Regions from separate parts of the Canis lupus genome. Here region 1 is linked to region 2. A link is a contact called in public Hi-C data. All regions are on one chromosome and are shown on one strand. The core of a region is the stretch at or near the end of the contact, and the rest is flanking DNA. Distances in the headings are between cores, read along the strand shown.

What was found. A called contact is a pair of places that touch in the nucleus more often than the background predicts.
Region 1: a Hi-C map of blood shows a contact between it and region 2, with 1.4 times the contacts expected there. The contact joins the enhancer-like site here to the promoter of GTF2I in region 2. A contact is called at or near these places in 2 of 9 Hi-C or Micro-C datasets (blood and skin fibroblasts).

What each region holds. Positions count from the first base shown.
Region 1 is chr6:5,792,807-5,797,200 of UU_Cfam_GSD_1.0, forward strand. No RefSeq gene overlaps it. Among named protein-coding and RNA genes, the nearest start is that of MIR2387, 34 kb to the right of the region's middle. Within about 2 kb of position 2,800, at least 9 of the 20 cell types and tissues checked have an H3K27ac peak or open chromatin away from gene starts, as enhancers often do. A contact at or near this core is called in blood, where this site is marked.
Region 2 is chr6:5,757,337-5,762,286 of UU_Cfam_GSD_1.0, forward strand. GTF2I (general transcription factor II-I) reads right to left here and starts at 1,519. Exons shown (of 35, transcript XM_038539055.1): 1 at 1,142-1,519. LOC119872320 (transmembrane protein 258-like) reads left to right here and starts at 1,864. Exons shown (of 1, transcript XM_038538842.1): 1 at 1,864-4,950. The coding sequence starts at 4,700.

The DNA.
Region 1 (4,394 bases), core at 1,550-4,049, 37 kb after region 2:
GGGGTAAATGGGATGCTGCCCTTGCTATAGAATGACCCTTGGGATCAAGTCAGTGTTTGGATGGCCCTGGAGAAGTCCTTTGGGTCCTTTAGGATATCATGGTTCTCAACCAACCCTAACATCTGGCCACCTTTATGTTTCCTGTTCCCTGGGGTCCTAAATAGCTTTCCTTCTATTTGAGCTTGTTCAAGTCAGGGTGGTTTTTGTTACCTGACGAAAACATCCTCACTAACATAATATGCATAGAAGAAGGAGTGGAAGGAAATGTATAAAAATGTAGGTGGCAATTATCTTTCAGTGGTGGGGTTATGGGGGTTTGAGATTTCTTTTGCATATTTTTCTGGGTTTTCAAGTTTTTCTAAAATTAGCATGCATTACACTTCCAATCAGGGTTAAGTACATTTTAAAAAAAAGATTTTATTAATTTATTCATGAGACACAGAGAGAGAGAGAGAGAGAGAGAGGCAGAGACACAGGCAGAAGGAGAAGCAGGCTCCCGGCCGGGAACTCGATGCAGGACTCCATCCCAGGACCCGGGATCATGACCTGAGCCAAAGGCAGACTTCAACCACTGAGCCACCCAGGCGTCCTTACATTACATTTAAAAAAAATTTTTTTTCTTACATTACATTTTAAAAAAGAAAAAGGCAATATAAAAGAATATGTGTCCACCTATCTATAGCCAGTGGGGGGACATGGCCCCCAGTGTTTCTTGCCTCCTCGTATCCACATGCCGGTGTAGTTCTCCCCTGTAGCAGATTCTCCCACCCGGATCCAGCAGATGACAGCTGCCCAGCCGTGGCTTGAGTTGCAGCCTCCTGGGACACGCTGATCCAGAACAACACATCCAGCTGCTCCTGGATTCCTGACCCTCAGAACCAATATGAGACAGTAAGTTTATTTATTTAGTTTAGTTTTTAAAAATAATTTCTATTCCCGGGACGCCTGGGTGGCTCAGTGGTTGAGCATCTGCCTTCAGCTCAGGGCGTGATCCCAGGATCTGGGATCGGTTCCCGAGTTAGTCTCCCTGCGTGGAGCCTGCTTCTCCCTCTGCTTGTGGCTCTGCCTCTCTCTCTCTCTCCATGTCTCTCATAAATAAATAAATACAATCTTAAAAAAAAAAAAAAAAAACAAAGAATCTCTATTCCCAACATGTGCTTGAACCCAATGACCCCAAGATCAAGAGCTGTATGCTCAACCGCCTGAGCCAGCCAGGTGCCTCAGCCCCAGGAAGTTTATTAGTTTAAGCTATTAACTTTGGGGGTCATTTGTTCCATGGCGATTGAGAGCAATAGACATGCCACTTTTTCACTCAGTAAGCCACATTGGGGAAATCTGAAGTTCAGAAACAGAAGCACCAGCACCAAAGGATGTTTCTACAAGGGTGTTTATTGCCACTGCCTTTGCTTTAGAAAAATATTGGATATAGTCAGAAATAAGGGTGATACCATTCTGTGGGACTGTTGTGCCATTTTTGGTAGGTCCGTAAGGTAGACCTGTATGTGTGAATCTGGAAAGATTCATGACCTATTAAGTGGAGAGCAAAAGGGTTGCAGAGTCTCACGTATGGTATCTGTGGAAGACGTTGCTGGACATGGCTCCCCAGCATCTATCCCCCTCCTTTCCTCCTTATTCACAGACCATGTTCCCAGCTTCAAAACTAAAACTCGGGCACTGGGGTGGCTCAGTTGGATGGGTGTCTGCTTTTGGCTCAAGTTGTGATTCCAGGGTCCTGGGATGGAGTCCCACCTCGAGCTCCCTGCTCATCAAGGAGTCTGCTTTTCCCTCTCCCTCTTCCTGCTGCTCCCCCTGCTTGTTCTCTCTCTCTGCAAATAAAGAAAATCTTTAGAAAAACCCCACAAACCTAAATCTTGATTTCTCAGCTTCTCTTGCAGCCAGGCACAACCATTTATTTCTGGCTAATGAGATAGAAGCAGAAATCCACAGGAAAGAAAATTACTGGTTTTTAGCAATATGTATACATTAAAAAAAAAAACATTTAAAAAATTTATTTGAGGGGCGCCTGGGTGGCTCAGTGGTTGAGCATCTGCCTTTGGGTTGGGGTGTGATCCTGGAGTCCTGGGATCAAGTCCCACATGGGGTTCCCTCACAGGGAGCCTACTTCTCCCTCTGCCTGTGTCTCTGCCTCTCTTTCTCTGTCTCTCATGAATAAATAAATAAAATATTTTTTTTAAAAAAAAGGAGGTCCTGAGGACCCTCAGAGGGGCAGGTGCAGCCCAGCAGATGAGGGATGCAGCCAGAGGGAGCTGTGCTCTGGAATCTGGGGCCAGGGGATGCAGGAGATGCAGGGAGGGAAGGGGGGACTGTGACCTAGCACAGCCGTGGCCTTTGGCATTGGCCCTGAGCTCCCCAGAGATGGGTCCTTCCTTTTGGGAGCAGGGCTGGGGCACCTAGGAGCCAGGTATCTAGACCAAGTCACAATGTCATGTGGCTGACTGGGGATGTGACAGTTGTCCTCTTGGTCAGTGGCTCTTTGCTTCTTGGAGCCTTCATGGTCCCCACTCTGTGCTGGGCCCCTGTGCAGCCCAGGGGCAGGGAGGAGGGTGACAGGGCTGCTGACTTGGACTTCGCCTCCCCTCCACCCTCCACCCTCCACCCTCCACCGCCTCCCGGCACGATTTCCTCTCTTGTGGCAGCTGGGGTTTCCTGTTCTCTCTGGCTGTCTGGGCAGCTTCCTCATTTCCCCCAGCCTTGCAGCAGGTGTCTGGATGGCTCCTGCTCTCGGAAACTCCGTCAGCCAGGGACCAAGCACAGGGGCCCTGGATGGCGCGGCAAAGGCGTGCCATGGAAGGAGCAGCGGCTCTGCTGGGCCAAGGGAGCCAGAGGAGGGAGGCTGCTGTTCTCCCGAACTGGGTTATGACCCAGATATCACATGGAACATATTCACACTAAAGAATTCTTTGTCGCTTATCAAAAATTTCCATTTAACTGAACATCCTGTATTTTTCTTTGCTAAATCTGGCAACCCGATCCGCAGACGGACGGTTCAGCTTTCAAAGTTCTAATCAGATTTTCCAGAAAGGGAAGAGAGGGAGGAGAAGAGAGTCAAGAAAAGAAGAAACTCCCCACGGATAGAGCCTGTGTGTGACTCACTAGTGGCTCCTCCCCGCTGTGGGCCAGAGACTGAGGCCCCAGGAGAGAGGGCAGGGCTGGAAGGGGCAGCCCGTGCCAATCCTGGCTCAGCCACCAACTTCCTGTGGTCACCCCACTCACTGGGCCTCTCTGGGCTTCCAGGCTGGCGTCCGTGGCCTCCAGCACTCATTCCTTCATTCCATTTGTCCCAAGCTCCCTCTCCGTGTGCCAGACCCAGGTCTGGGAGAGGAGCTGGACTCCTGGGCCCTTTAACAGCTGGCTGGCAGGTGGAACGTGGAGGATCTAGACATGAAAATGGATCCCTGTGATCCAGGAAGATAGAATTTCCACTTTCTTCCTTCAACAGGGGAGCTACTCAGTCCCTGCTGGGCCCTGTCCCTGCCCTCTTCTTCTTCCTGATGTCAGTGGCCACTAGGGGACCTGCGGGGGGCTGCTACTGGTGGCCTCAGCTGTCAGGGCATTTCTCATATATCATATAGTGACACCGTCATCCTCAACAGAAAGCCCTCCATGAAGCCACGCTTTTTCCAGTGACCCTCAGAATGGTGGGGGTGAGCTTCATGAGCTGTGAAGTGTTCTGGGTGACTTGCTTCCCCTGGACCAGCTGGGTTGGGTTGGATCAGGCAAGCTTGGGTCTCTCAGATGCCCACCTGTGTGCCCAGAGGCTTCAGATCACCTGGTGGACCCAGGATTAGAGGAGGTGGGAGTCTCTGAATGGCAGACCTAGGATGGTATGCTTAATACTACCTGTTTTTTTTTTTTTTTTGATAGTCACACACACACACAGAGAGAGAGAGAGAGAGAGAGGCAGAGACACAGGCAGAGGGAGAAGCAGGCTCCATGCACTGGGAGCCTGACGTGGGATTCGATCCCGGGTCTCCAGGATCGTGCCCTGGGCCAAAGGCAGGCGCTAAACCGTTGCGCCACCCAGGGATCCCAATACCACCTGTTTTTTTTTTTTAATACCACCTGTTTTTGCTAGCATGTGTGGATGTTGGGGGAAAATGGAAGGAGGGAATTTGATTTTGATGACCAGGGGCTAATCTAGAAGCCACCATTTTCTTCCACATAGCAGCCAGGGTGCTTTAAAAAATAATTTTTTTGGGGGGCACCGGGTGGTCAGTCAGTTAGGTGGCCAACTCTTTGTTTTAGCTCAGATCATGATCTCAGGGTCTGCTTGAGCCGAGGAGCTGAGGGTTAGGCTCCTCACTCAGCCTGGGAGTCTGCTTGTGGAGTCTGTCCCTCTCTCTCTCACTCTCTCCCTCTGCCCCTCTCTCTGC
Region 2 (4,950 bases), core at 269-2,768:
GCTCTGCGGCTGAACGACTGACGAGACAGAGACAGCGACGGGGCAGGAGGGAGGAGGTGTCTGTCCTCCCCGGCCGCGGGCCTGGGGCGCGGGCGCGGGCGCGGGCTCAGCCTCCTCCCCGCACTCCGGGGCACCCTCATTTGCAAACTAACTTCCCCTTCTGCTTCCGGAACGCCCCAGAGACGGCTCTGCTGCCCTCCGGCCCCTCAAGCCGCAGAGAAGGGGGAAGCGTGCCCGGAGCCCCGCAGCCGCAGGAGTGGGCCTGCTCCAACCCAACTCGACGCCGGAACGCTCTCGGCCGCCGGCTACCGCAACGCCACATTGGACAGGGGAAGAAGAAGAAGAAGAAGGGAAAAAAGAACTTCCTTTATTCAAAGGCAAAACTTGGAGAAAGTGGAGGCAGCACAGGGAGGGGGGAAAGGACAGTTTTTCCCCTTCGTCCCTCCGCGAAACCCCGTCCGGGCGCCTGCGGGATCCAGACGGCTTTCCGTGGCCCGAAGGCCGAGGTTTTCCTTCCGGTCATTGTGTTTATTTCCCCCAAAGAACAGGCCCCGCGGGGCCGGCGCGCCGGCCGGGCCGGGACAAAGCCCACTCCGGGCTCCACCTGGGCGCGGGCAGGGGCGGGGAGGGGCGGGGGCGGGGCGGGGCGGGGCGGGGCGGGGCGGGCGGCGCTCCGGGGCCCGCCGGCCCCGGGCCGCAGTTACCAGGCAGCGCGGCGGCGCCGCCCCCGCCGCCCGCCGGCCAATCGCGCGCGTCTGCTGCCCGGGCGCACGAGCCCCGGAGACACCAGGCCGAGCGCGACCCCACGGCTCGGGCCTGGCACCGCGCGCGCACCCGCACCGCCCGAGCCGGCCAATCAGCGGCCGGGCATGCGCAGCCCGCAGGCTCGCTCGCGCGCGGGACTCACGCGTGAGCCCCCCCACGCAGCGCCGGCGCGCGCGCCCCTCCCCCCGCGCTCCCAGGCGCGCGCGTGCAACTGTCGTCCCCCGCGACCGCGTCTCCTCCCGCCCCACCCCCAACACGGCGGCCCGGGTACCCCGGCCCCAGTCCGCGCGGGCCCCGGGGGGGCGCGTCTCAAAGAAGGGCCCCGCTCGCGATGGCAACCGGGGCGGGGGGCGCGGGGGAGGCGACGGGGACTCACCCGAGTGCAGCCGCCTCCAGGCAGCGCCGGGGCTGGGGGAGCCGAAAGGAAGCGCGTGTGGGCCGAGCAAGAGCTGCGGCCGCGGCGGAGCAGCTCCGGGCTGGGGCGAGCGGGCGAGCGGGCAGGAGGTGAGAGGGCGAGGGGCCCGGGCGTCTTGGCCGAGCTCCTGTCACCGCCGCATGGCCGCCCCGGCAGGGCCTGGGTCAGCGCCTAGATCCGATCACGGGGGACCGAGGGAGAGGCCGGGATCACCGCGGCAGGCGGGCGGCCTCAGCTAGAGAGCGCGTGCGGGGAAGCGGGGGGGCGATCGGTGGCCCCTTTTCTCTGCTCTCCGAGCTTCTCTCTCACCCTCCTCCTCCTCCTCTTTTTTTTTTTTTTTTTTGTTCCTCGAAGGCGCGCTGCGCGTGCGCACCCGCAGCGCCGCCCAGCGGGAGTTGTAGTTTTGTGGTTCGTCCCCACCAACGCGACGGCGGGGGCGGCGGACTACGACTCCCAGGAAGCCCCGCGCCGGCGAGCCCCGAGCCCGAGGACGCGGCGAGCGCGGCGCCCGGCCCTCTCCGGCAAGGACTGTCAATGGAGGCGCGGGTGGTGGGAGCAAGAACATGGCTGCACCTGGGGCCTGCGCGGCCGCCCGGGTGGGGGAGGGGAGCCGGGGCGCGGGGCGCCGGCCTAGGCCGGGGGCGGCCCCCGCCTGCTCAGCGCCGCGGTGCCGCGGGCCCGAGCCACCGTCCGGGGCTCGCACTCACTCGTGCGTCCGACATTCCCTGCCGATGGCGAGGCCGGAACATGGCAGAGGCCCGGGAGCCCCAGGCCGGCCCGCCGGTCCCTGTGCTCCGCCGAGGGACTTCCTCCGCCCTGCACCACCCTCCCGGACACAAAGAGCTCCTCTGTTAGTTTTGCAAGCTTGCCTCCGAGGCGGCCGGAGGAGACCGGAGCCCCAACCTGCGCCGGGGCAGGGGGCGGGGGGCTCCTGTTTTTATTTACCACCCCCACCCCCACCCCACCCACACAGCCCAGACTTTCCCCTCGCTCCCTCGCTCCACGTTTAGAGGCAAAGTTGAGAGAAAGCCGCGGAGGGAGCAGAAAACCTGCCCTGTAGCCCGCTGGGTTTTGTTCTGTCGACCGCGGAGAAACTGGACCGAAACCTCTCCCCCGCACCCCGCACCCCGCACCCCGCACCCCGCCTCCCGCCTCCCGATTGTGCTTTTTCGCTTTCCAACTTGAGCTCTCGAATGTCGAAAACGCTGAGACACTGCTCTTCACCTAAGCGACGCTCAAAAGTTTACAGAACTCGAGCCCCGAGGTCGAGGGCGGTTCTGCGGAGCACTGGACCGAAGGGTTTCACGATTCTTCCCCCCGGCGGCGATGGGGGGGCCCCGCCGGCCGCCCTCCTCCCCACCCCCACCCCCGCCCCCACCCCTTCTCCCCTCCCCCTCGGTAGGTGGCGACCACGGCGCTTTTTTCCAGCCTTTGTCGCTGGAAAGAAAACTTTCCGAGCAGCCAGTCTTTTTGATGTCGGTCCAAGACCTTCCCTTTGAATCTCGGTGCCCGCAGATCGGCGTTCCCCCATCTCCTCCCGCGTCGACCGCACCCGGAAAGCCTCCCCTAGAATTCCCACGTCGGGATTCTTTAAAACAGACGGAGGCTTTCGCGGTCCCTGCGGGAGCCGCGCGATTTGCAGAAGATGGGCACGTCTCTACGGTTTCCCCCTCGCCTCCCACAGGCATTTCTGTCCCCGCCGGGCTCGATCGGGACTCTCCTTTGTCGAGCCTCTCTCCAAAGCGTTCCATTCCGTTTTCAAACAAGAACAGTGTTTCTTTTTTGCACTCGTATTTCATTACCATATTGGCATATTTAATTAAACTCCGTAGTCCCAGTAGCGAGTACTACTGACAGCTATTTAGAGAACAAGCGTTAACTTTCTCGGGAAGTCTGCAATCGAGCTAACAGGAGCAGCCAGGCTTGCAGGGGCAAACACAGCTGCTGTGGGGCTCGGGGAGGATGTTTTAGGGAAGGGCTGGAGGCCTGGGTGGCTTCTGGAGGACGCTGGCAGCTTGAGGGCCGCCAGGGCAGGCTTCGCACCGTGAACTGGTGTCATGGAGGAGCGTTTGGAGAGAGTCCCAAAGTGGGCTGGCAAGGCAGAAACTCATTTAGTCAGGAGTCACTTGTCATCATTAAAAACTTGTTCGCCCCTGGCTTCTATGAATGTAACACTTTGGTGTGGAATTTTGCTGCTGCTTCATGAAAAACTCCCAACTTCTGTGAGGTGGAAGCAATTCCTTGAAACTATTAAGTCCCAAAGAGGCCCCTCAAGCTTTAGCTTGGAGGCTTGGAATTGCCTCCCTACAGAAAGCTGGCTCTTTTGGAACAATGAACAGTGTCTGGAATGGTGTGTGGTTCAAAGTTTTTTTCTCTTCTTTTCTTTTTTTGCATACTGCCGTTGGGGGCTGTAACCCTCAAATTGATGTCTTATAGTCACACAGCATGCTTTTACAGTCTTCCCTAAGGCCTGACTCATCACCTTAGCAGCTACTGGTACAGTTACTGCCTTGTGCTAGCCAATTCCTACCTCTCCTCATTGATAGGTGCTCTGTTAATGGAGACCCTAAGTGAGGAGACACTCTGAATATCATCTCAGCAGGGTGTGTTGTTTTTCCAACATAGGATCAAATTGCTGGATTTGGGGTTGAGCAACAGATGGGGAAAAAAAAAAAAACGAACAAATGATTTGTGTTTAGGGGTGGAATCCTTTGTTAAATCGCACCCAGCTCACCGTTGTGGTCAGAATCACATTCAGCATAACGAAATGTGTATGCTAAGACGGATGGTCTGCAGCTCTCGGATCATGCTCACCTGAAGACCAAAATGCACAGGGTCCAATAGGCAGCCAAATATTGTATGTTATTTATCTTGAATTATTTCAAATATTTCTCTTTTAATGTTTAACCTACAGAATGCAGTCCTGCAGATGAGTGTCCATGTAGCATGACACCATTCTACTGTATACTTGGGAAACAAAAGCCAAGTCTAGGGACAACTGGGTGGCTCAGTGGTTAAGTGTCTACCTTTGGATCAGGACATGATCCCAGAGTCCTGGGATCAAGTCCCACATCGGGCTCCTTGCATGGAGCTTGCTTCTCCTTCCTCTGCCTCTATCTCTGCCTCTCTCTCTGGGTCTCTCATGAATAAATAAATAAAATCTTAAAAAAAAAAAAAAAAAAAAGCCAAGTCTAATGGGCCTTGGCCAGTCAAGAGATGGATCTAGACCAACTGGTGTGAATGCATCTTCACATAGACCGGGTTTGCAGATTTGTAGCTTGCTTTAAAAAAAAAAAAAAATTTTATTTATTATTGTGGGAGAAGGCATGAGCAAGTACATGAATGGGGGGAGGGGGTGCAAAGGGAGAAGCAGACTCCCCAATGAGCAGGATGTGGGACTCAATCCCAAGACCCTGGAATCATGACCTGAGCCAAAGGCAGAGGCTTAACTCATGGAACCACCCAGGCACCCCTGCTAAATTGCTTTTAAATACTGAGTGACCGGTGGCAGAGCAGTGGATGACCCTGTTTTCGCCACCTGGCGAAATGGAGCTCGAGGCCATGAGCAGATACACCAGCCCAGTGAACCTTGCCTTCTTCCCCCATCTGACCATGGTGCTATTGGCAATTGACATGTTCTTTACCGCCTGGTTCTTCATTTATGAGGTCACCTCCACCAAGTACACTCGGAATATCTACAAAGAGCTCCTCATCTCCTTGGTGGCCTCACTCTTCATGGGTTTTGGAGTCCTCTTCCTGCTGCTCTGGGT